3 separate regions of the Sus scrofa genome follow, and all the other regions are linked to region 2. Evidence: chromatin contacts called from public HiChIP or PLAC-seq data. All regions are on one chromosome and are shown on one strand. The core of a region is the stretch at or near the end of the contact, and the rest is flanking DNA. Distances in the headings are between cores, read along the strand shown.

Region 1 (2,827 bases), core at 306-2,805, 81 kb before region 2:
GGCAACTCCAGATCTTTAACCCACTGTGCTGGTCCTGGGATTGAACCTCTGTCCCAGCACTCCCAGGTTGCCACTGATCCCATTACTCCACAGTGGGAACTCCTCCAGTTGATTGTTGAATCCAGAGTTAAAAGCTTACCATTTTCAAGCCTTGCGCCATTGTTCTGCAGCTCCCAGAAGGCTTTGGAGAGGGAAGGAGCCCACGTTGGAGGTTGGAGCTGGTGCAGGCTCTGTAGGTTTCTGTCCTGCCCTCTTTGCAGGGGTTGTCCTGCTGGTTTCCGCTCAGGTTGAGCTTCAGAGGGGCCGAAGTCAATTAGCAGGACCTCTGGAAGGATGTTCTCAGGAGCCGCAGCTCGGATGGGGCCCGGGAGAGAGGATGGAATTTATCCGCCTGCTCTGTCCTCCCATCCCCCATCATCAGGATTTGGGGGGCGCGGGGGTGGTGGGGAATGAGACTTCAGTCCCAAGGTGTCAACACATCATCCTTCCCTGAGTTTTGATTCCTCCTTTGTTTTTTTTTTTACTTAAACCAGGGACCAGAATATCCTCATTGCTATTAAATATCACAGTGTGAGATGTGGCCTACACTTTCTAGATGTATGCCTGCCTTAGCACACAGTTTCAGGGAGTTCCCTGGTGGTGCAGTGGGTTAAGGATTGGCATTGTCACTGCCATGGCACAGGTTTGATCCCTGGCCCAGGAACTTCCGTATGCTATGGGTGAGGCCAAAAACAGTCAGCATCAGAGTTCCCTTTGTGGCTCAGAGTGAACAAACCCAAATACTATCCATGAGGGTGCAGATTCGGTCCCTGGCCTCACTCAGTGGATCAAGGATCTGACATTGCCTTGAGCTGTGGTATAGGTCACAGATGTGGCTCGGATCCAGTGTTGCTGTGGCTGTGGTGTAGGCCGGCAGTTGCATCTCTGATTCGACCCCTAGCCTGGAAACTTCCATATGCTATGGGTGTGGCTTTAAAAAGCAAAAAACAAACAAACAAAATAGCATCTTGGAAAAATCTTAGGCTTCCTTCTCTTGGTCTGATGCATCAGAGCAGCATTATTTTAATAACTTAACATGGAAAAACATTAATGTCATTTTATTCTTTTGTTTCATTTGGTGGAAATCAGTGTTAGAGCTGTCTGTCTTTCCCAGTGGACTGCCTGAGTCATAACAGTTGCATTTGTACAATTTTGGTTTCAAGTGAACCACAGTCACCAAATCCACAAAGATAAATTGATGGTTCCATTATTAGCATTAAAAACTCTCCACTGCTCTACAGACACATCTGAAATTGGATGGATTGGCTCCTGAAATCAAGCTCATTGTTCTATGTTTTTTAAAGATGACATTGGAGAACACATATACATACTAAAAAATAGCCTCTCCCTAGATCCCCAGCCCTAGGCTAATTTCACTGTATAGATTTGTCCAATCTGGACATTCAGTGTAAACGGAACCATGCAGTCGGTGGTTTTGTTCCTGGCTTCTTTCACAAGCACTGTGTCATCAAGGCTCATCTGAGAAGCTGTGTCAGAGTTTCCTTCCTCTTGAGGCTGGTTTATATCCCATTGTGTGGATGACTGCATTTGTTTATCCATTCATCTGTCCATGGATGAGTTGTTTCCACTTTTTGGTTTTGATGAGTCATGGTGCTGTGAACACTTATGTACAAGTTTCTGTGCGGATGCACTTTTTTCCGTCTCGGGTGTGTATCTAGGGGTGAAACTTGTGGGTCAGATGGTGGCTCTGAGTTTAGCATTTTGAGGACCTGCCAAGCTGTTTGCCAAAGTGGCCGCACCATTTCACATTCCTGCCCGCCAGGGACAAGGGTCTAGTTTCTCCACATTTTCGCCAACATTGTCTTTGCCTAACTCAGGGTCACATAGACCTACTCGTGTATGTTCTTCTAAGAGTTTTCTGGCTTTAGTTCATTTAGTTCTATGATCCGTGTGTGGTTATTTCCTGTGTATCTTGGTAAGAAAGGAATTCAACTTCTTTCTTTGTACGTCAGTATCATACAAAATCAGTTGTCCCAACACAGCTGAAAAGACTATTCTTTGCCCAATTAGATGTTGTGGCACCTTCATTGAAGATCAGTTGGCCACACATGTGAGGGTTTAATTTCAGACTCTTGGCCCTGTTCCTTTGTTCTAAAATTTTCCCTGATGCCAGCACCACGTTGCCGTGATTACTGTGGCTTTGCAGTGAGCTTTGAAATAGGAAGCGTGAGTCTTCCCACCTTTTCTTTTTCAAGATTGTTTTGGCTGCTCTGAGTCCCACGCATTTCCCCATGAATGTTAGGGCTGGCTTGTAAATGTTTACCAAAAAAAATCCAGCTAGGATTTCAATAGGGATTGTTTCAAATCTATAGTGAATTGAAGGTTACCTACACCTTAAACCTTCAAATTAAAAGTGACAAGTGAATTTCACACTGTCTTTCAGAGATTACTTGTGATTTGGAAATGCCACCTTGACCTCAGAGTGATCAAAAAGAAAATATTGAATAAAGTATTAAATCTTTTACATGTTTATATGTGGCCCCTGTAATAAATTCATAAAGAACCATAAACAAGTTTATATTGTGGAGTTAATACTTATAATTTACCAAACCAAACCACCGGTAGATTTGAAATTTAGAGTATTTGACTAAATTGTATGTTTGAAAAGAAGGAATCTAGGGGTTCCCATTGTGGTTCAGTAGGTTACAAACCCAAGTAGTGTCCATGAGGACTCAGGTTTGATCCCTGGCCTTACTCGGTGGGTTAAGGATGTGACGTTGCCATAAGCTTCGGCATAGGTCACAGATGTGGCTGGGACCTGGTGTTG
Region 2 (3,042 bases), core at 182-2,681:
TTGATAAACGGGTAATTTTTGTATTCTTTATAATTGAAATTTCAAAGTAACTTTGTGGATAAAAGGTAACCAAAGGAGATGTAAATTTACACATGATTTTTGAATATTTCAGTGCTTCTATCCTCCAAAGTTTCGGAGATGCATTACCCTCCTGTAACAGAGGCTAGTGTGATGCTAGGTTAGCTGTTCTGCAAAGCTCTTCCTAGAGGGGCGCTGATACCTGGACCGCAGTGAAAACATTAACACTGTGCCTAGCCTAGGCCATCGTCCCATTTGCCTCATTTGCTTTCTAGACAGACTGGGCTGCTCCTTCATGGCAGCATCAATTTGTCCTTTGTTCTGTGGTGCTTCCTAGGGATTTAAATTCGCAGTAGCATAACGATTTACTTATGGCACATTTCATGTTCCTGCCCATGATTACGCTGGCAATCGGTTAAAGATGGGTCAGCAACTTGGCTGTGGGTTTTTTCCCCCTTTGGTTCGGTTTACCAGTCTTCCGTAATGATGCAGACAGAATTCGTTTCCAACCTGTGAACGTGACCACTGTTTTGGTTTGGGCTTATCATTACCAGTCAAAACTGAAGAACAGAACTACAGCAACGAACGCTGCAGATTTTGACTTTTATTTCCAGTTTGATACGTGTGCCTCGTCAGATCCACAACGACGCGTCTGCTTTTTAAAGGAGGTGTGTTTCTTCCTCGGCTTTCGCATCACTGGAGAGAATTGAGGAGGCAGGAGAGTTCGGACTGGAAAACGACTGGGAATTCTGGCTACCGAGGAAGGGATGAAGAGAATTAGCAAAATGATAGATCCCCACATGTTTTTCATAAGGCATAGTTTATATTTCTAACCAGGTGAACCTTGGGTCGAGCTCCAAAAGTTCTTACTTCTCTTTTTTTAGCGCAGATGGAGACGCTCTCCGAGAACCAAAGTGAGTCTTAGCGCACCCCATCCCCTTTGCCTTTAAAGGACCCCTCTCCTTCCCGCCACCCACAGCAGCTACTACAATTCCCGGCAAGCACTGTACAGCGCCGCAGGGGGACCAGGCCGCGCGGAGACTTGCCCCGCGCGGAGCGTGCTGGGAGTTGTAGTCAACGAGCCTTGCTGCGCCTTCTGCTGTTAGGCATTCCAACTTGGTAGGTAGTGATGCACTGCAGTAGCAGGTTCCTCGCTGTCGTAATCGCAGTTAAACGTGACCGAGGATTGCGCTCTGCTGCCCTGCGGTGCGCGCCGCATCGGTGCCCTGGAGCCGAGCTCCGCCCAGGTCCACACCCGCTCCCTTGACAGCCGGGCCGGGCGTCCAGCTTGGCCCGGCCAGTGGCGCGCAAGCGCAGCAGTCCGCGGCGCGCCAAGCCGGCGTGGAGGGCAGGCCCTGCGCGAGACGTTCCCGGCCGCAGGGGCGCGCACGTAAGCACGCAGGAGCGTCACGTGGGGCGCCGAGGATCGCAGTGCGCGCGGCCGCGGCGGCTGGTGTGGGGTTGAGTCAGTTGTGAGACCCGGAGCTGCGGACCGGCGGGCGGCCCTCCGAGCCGGCGACACAGCGGTGGGCGTCGGGTTCGGGAGCCGAGCGCTGGCCCCGCGTCGACCCGGGCCGAGCCGCGCCGCCGCCCCCCGCCCGCAGCCACCGACCGGCCGCCGCGGGCGCGCCCCCGCTCTCCGCTGTCTCTCCGATGGCGTCCGCCTCCGGGGCCATGGCGAAGCACGAGCAGATCCTGGTCCTCGACCCGCCCACAGACCTCAAATTCAAAGGTGGGCTGGCGGGCAGGCGGGCGGGCAGGGTGGCGGCCGCGCCCGGGGCCCCTTCCCCCTCCCCCGCCGCCACGGCCCCTCCCGCGCGGGTGCGCGCGCCCCCGCCCCCCGCCCGGCGAGGCCGCCGCCATCTTGCGGCCCGCGGGCGCCTCGGTGCGGCGGTGGCGCTGGGCCCGGCCGAGCTGGGTCGGGCGGGGCGGGGCGGGGCGCGGCGGGGCGGGGCGGGGCGCGGGCGGGCTGGAGGGGGCGGCTCTGAGCGGTTCCCCCGGGAAGCGAACCCCGCCTGCGGGACAGTGTATCTGGGACTTGAGTTCCCGCACCGAGGACTAGCGCAGGGATCATGCAGGTGTGGCCGTTCCAGGGCTTGAAAGAGCAGCCTTACTGCCCTGCAGGGTTGCGTCCTGGAGAACAGCCATTAGGTGGTTTTCCTTGGGAGACGTTTGGGGTAGTCAGGAATTCTAAAGTGTTGCGTTCTGGGGTTTTGACAGCCGTGTTGTGTAACTGCCTTATTTTGCAAGCTCTTCAGTGTCTTCAAATTTCTTTGAATGGAAATGTCAGGGAGCTGCTTGTTAGGTAAGGAATTGATCTTAAGACAACCCCACGAAGTATTTTGAGAGGAATAAAGTACATTTTATTGTGGCAAGTTTGTGTGTGCAGCCTGATTTTACATGGTTTTCGCTGATAAAGAAAACACACCTTTGGGGAATCATGAAATGACCCAACTCAAATAACTGTTAACTTAGGATGGAGGAGTTTAGTGTGTGGTATGTGTTCTTTCGAGAATTTAAGTATTTTGCTTTGATTTTTTGGCAGGCGGAGTTTACAGAGGAAGTTTCTTCTCCTGGATAACCTGTGTGTATTGCCGCTAGGAGCTTAGACGCCTTTAACATGAGTTTTAGTTCAGGAAATATTCCTAGAGTTTGACACTTTCACAGTTGTAATGTTTTCATAGTAAGAGACTATTAGTAACAGAGAAGTAAGTTAAAAAAACAATCGTAGACTCTACACAGTGACGTAAAATATATTTAACCTAGTTAAGATATTGAAGAATTATTGGCTATGATATAGAACAGGTTGTTCTTGTGTTATGGATGAAAGTAATTCACAAGGCCTTTTAAAGTTTGGACATCAATTGACTTTTTAAAAAAGTTTTTCATTGAGGAATTTATAGGGACACGTTGTTTAGTAAACACTATTAAAAGCTTGGTGACATGTCTATGTTTAAGATACTCAACAAGGAGTAATTTATTCCAGAGGTATCAGCTAAGCAAGGTGGAGAAAAGATCCATAGT
Region 3 (2,905 bases), core at 209-2,708, 110 kb before region 2:
TAGGATGATTCCTCATGTGTTGTGGGTCAAACGCTGTTATAATTTAATCGAGTCAGGCAGGTGGCTAAGACGTGAACAGTGTCTAGAATCCACAGGTTATAAAAACCTTGAGGTATATTGACTGTTTGCAGTTGAGAAGGGTGAATGTCCATCTGCTGTAATCTACTGTCTTGATTAAGAATCAGCAGGTAACTGTCTACATCCCACTGGATCTCGGCTTGGGGTCAGCGAAGCAGAGAGTGTTCATTCACCTGACTGAGGGTCTGATCGTGCCAGCTGGCAAGCGCATCATAGTTGGGATGTACAGCTGAGCTCTTGATGTGGAGTCTTAGCTCCAACAGACTGGCCCTCGTCATCTCTGAAAATGCCAGGACATAGTGGGTGCTCAAGAAAAATGCAGCCGGCAAGAGAACAGCCTCCTCAGTGCCTCTGTTCCAGTGTTTGGTTTCCTCCCAGGCTTCTTAAATTTGCATCCCTAGTGGGTCAGTTCTACTGCCCGTGGGACAAAGTCCAGGCTGATGGATGAGGGGAGGCTGGAGGGCAGCGTCTCCCCTCTGAGTCCCAGGGCTCTTGGCATTTGTGGCTGCACCTCCCACTTGAATGCCAGGGCAGGTGTGGCAGTGCCAGACCATCCTAAGGAGGGTGAGATGGCATGAGTGATCTATGGGCTGGGGGTCCTACCAGGACTGTGTCTGCCCAGGAGCCCTGGCTGCACGCGGCAAGCTTGGTGAGAAAGACCGGCGTTCCAGTGACACATTTGCCGCGGTGTCAGAGCAGTAACTGTGGAACCACTGTTGCCTCTCATCTGAGACTTTCCTGAGACCCAGGATGGCTTCACGAGTGGGGCTTTAGAACAGTCCTCAGAGGTAGGTTAGGATTGTCTAAAGCCAGAGAGAAGGAAATACCCAGGCACTGCGTCCTCCCCACTTCCTTTCTCACTCCATCAAGCAGCACAGCATCCTGGCCATGATTGGTCCAGAGGGGAGAACCTGTGTCCTGTTCCTAAGGGCGCCAGGTGCTCAGAGTGGGAAGTGGGGAGGACCCCAAAGAGCCCACCGCTGGCGCCAGATCCCTGTGACTCACCGTGTAGGGAAAGGGTACCTGATGCAGGAGAATGTTTCCAAGGAGATGAAGAAGCACTTTAAGGAATGGGCTGTGGAGCTGACTACTCAAGGCAGCTCTGCAGTGTCTGTGAGGGGATGGGAAACTCGCACTGTGGCTGCTGCACTCTGCTTTCTGGTCATGGATGCCATGGCATCTGCCCCAGAGGTTTTTCCCAAGATCGAATGGTTGCCTTCCCTGTAGCTCTCTGGCCACCATCACTTCACCTGTTGACTGCAGCTTTACCCTCGCTGCTTACCTTACTCTGACCAGGCTTTGGCATTAAATCCCGCAGTGTCTGTCCTTTCCCGCCCCCGCATGGGCTCCTGGGGAATGTTCAGAATCGCTGCTCTCAGGGCGGGGCTGTGTGGGTCTTGCACAACTTTGCCCTCATCATCCATGGAGGGCTGACCTCTCACATTTCTGACTTGTCCTCAGCTTGAATTTCCTCCCTTCAAAAGGAGCAGGGTAGCCTCACTTCACCAGCTTGCCGCATGAATTACATAACATTGGTTCAGCTTTGTGCTTGATAGATGTTGCTCACTCATCTGTATTTGTTACCCCCTGCTGGGTAACAAGTTGCCCCCAAATCTGGTGACTTAAAATCAGTGTGCTGTCCACCTAAAACTCATATAATTTTGAATGACAATGATGGCTCAATGAAAAACCTTAGCAGTTTAAAATAGCACGTGCTTAGTATCTCCTAGTTTTATGAGCCCAGTTAGGTTCCTCCAGTACCATGTCCTGAGATGACCTCTGATGTCTTCCCCTGGTGCAGGTCACATGGTAGGGACATAGCTGCCTGGGGTTTACCATTCTCTCTCTCTCTCTTTTTTTTTTTTTTTAGGGACACACCTGTGGCATATGGAGGTTCTCAGGCTAGGGGTCCAAGTGGAGCTACAGCTGCTGGCCTACACCACCGCCACAGCAACAGGGGATTGGAGCTGTGTCTGCGATCTACACCACAACTCACGGCAATGCCAGATCCTTAACCTACTGAGCGAGGCCAGGGTTCAAATACCCAACCTCATGGTTCCCAGTGGGATTCGTTTCCGGTAGAATTCCTACCGTTCTCTCTCTTGAGCAGTGGAACCCCCACTTGCAGTCTGCTGCTATAGTCCAGGAGTGAATTAAGTGATGCCCAGCGATTCACATGGCAGCAGCTGAAAGTTTGTGGCTTGGTGACTCCGTTATTCCAGATTAACGTGTGATCAGTAACCGTGACTGTTCACAGAGCAGTGTGTGGAGTAAGCGGTGCTCCTCGGAGAATGGTATTGTTCGCCCCAAATAGCAGTAACCTCTGGGGAGGAACGTCAGAGGGAGCCATTTCCCTGGAAGGAGCTTGGCCCCAGCACAGCCCTGGTGTCAGCCTCACAAATGGCAAGACAGGAAACGCTGACCGACACCCCAGAGGATTACACGGGTCTGACCCCTGGTTGGTGGGGTCAGAGGTGGTTTTCTCCTCACACCTCCCTGCTAGTTGGAAATATGCCTCCTTTCATTTGGGGCAGAACCTGGCAAATGTGTTTTTAGGACATGTGACTCCCCTGTGGAAGGTCAGGCTGGAAAGTGGTAGTAAAAGAAGTACCCCTTGCGGGTCCTAGAAATAGACTTTTTTTTTTTTTTTAAGGTGAAATTTACATTTGGCAAGTTGAATCTGGTAAGAGCCTTTAAGGATGTCTAAAAATTTCAAAAATTAGATTCTGCCTCTCTAGCCAGCAGGACGCCTGGCAGCTTCCTCTCTTGCAAAACCGGGAGGCTGGGCGAGGGGCTGCGACGGCCTTACCATCTTAGGAAGCGGATG

Evidence for each region. HiChIP or PLAC-seq counts read pairs in DNA pulled down with a chosen protein or histone mark.
Region 1: a contact with region 2 is called in an H3K27ac HiChIP or PLAC-seq map of skeletal muscle. The contact joins the enhancer-like site here to the promoter of VAPA in region 2. A contact is called at or near these places in 1 of 5 promoter capture datasets (liver), 7 of 47 Hi-C or Micro-C datasets (embryonic fibroblasts, heart right ventricle, retroperitoneal adipose tissue and 2 more) and 2 of 2 datasets of contacts at active chromatin or transcription factors (alveolar macrophages and skeletal muscle).
Region 3: an H3K27ac HiChIP or PLAC-seq map of skeletal muscle shows a contact between it and region 2. The contact joins the enhancer-like site here to the promoter of VAPA in region 2. A contact is called at or near these places in 1 of 5 promoter capture datasets (liver), 6 of 47 Hi-C or Micro-C datasets (alveolar macrophages, epiblast stem cells, fetal skeletal muscle and 3 more) and 2 of 2 datasets of contacts at active chromatin or transcription factors (alveolar macrophages and skeletal muscle).

The regions. Positions count from the first base shown.
Region 1 is chr6:98,333,614-98,336,440 of Sscrofa11.1, reverse strand. The region is part of intron 3 of RAB31 (ras-related protein Rab-31); the gene reads left to right. Among named protein-coding and RNA genes, the nearest start is that of RAB31, 51 kb to the left of the region's middle. Within about 2 kb of position 1,555, at least 12 of the 83 cell types and tissues checked have an H3K27ac peak or open chromatin away from gene starts, as enhancers often do. A contact at or near this core is called in alveolar macrophages, embryonic fibroblasts, retroperitoneal adipose tissue and 1 more, where this site is marked.
Region 2 is chr6:98,252,661-98,255,702 of Sscrofa11.1, reverse strand. VAPA (vesicle-associated membrane protein-associated protein A) reads left to right here and starts at 1,431. Exons shown (of 7, transcript XM_021096053.1): 1 at 1,431-1,750. The coding sequence starts at 1,672.
Region 3 is chr6:98,358,199-98,361,103 of Sscrofa11.1, reverse strand. The region is part of intron 1 of RAB31 (ras-related protein Rab-31); the gene reads left to right. Among named protein-coding and RNA genes, the nearest start is that of RAB31, 26 kb to the left of the region's middle. Within about 2 kb of position 1,458, at least 17 of the 83 cell types and tissues checked have an H3K27ac peak or open chromatin away from gene starts, as enhancers often do. A contact at or near this core is called in alveolar macrophages, retroperitoneal adipose tissue and skeletal muscle, where this site is marked.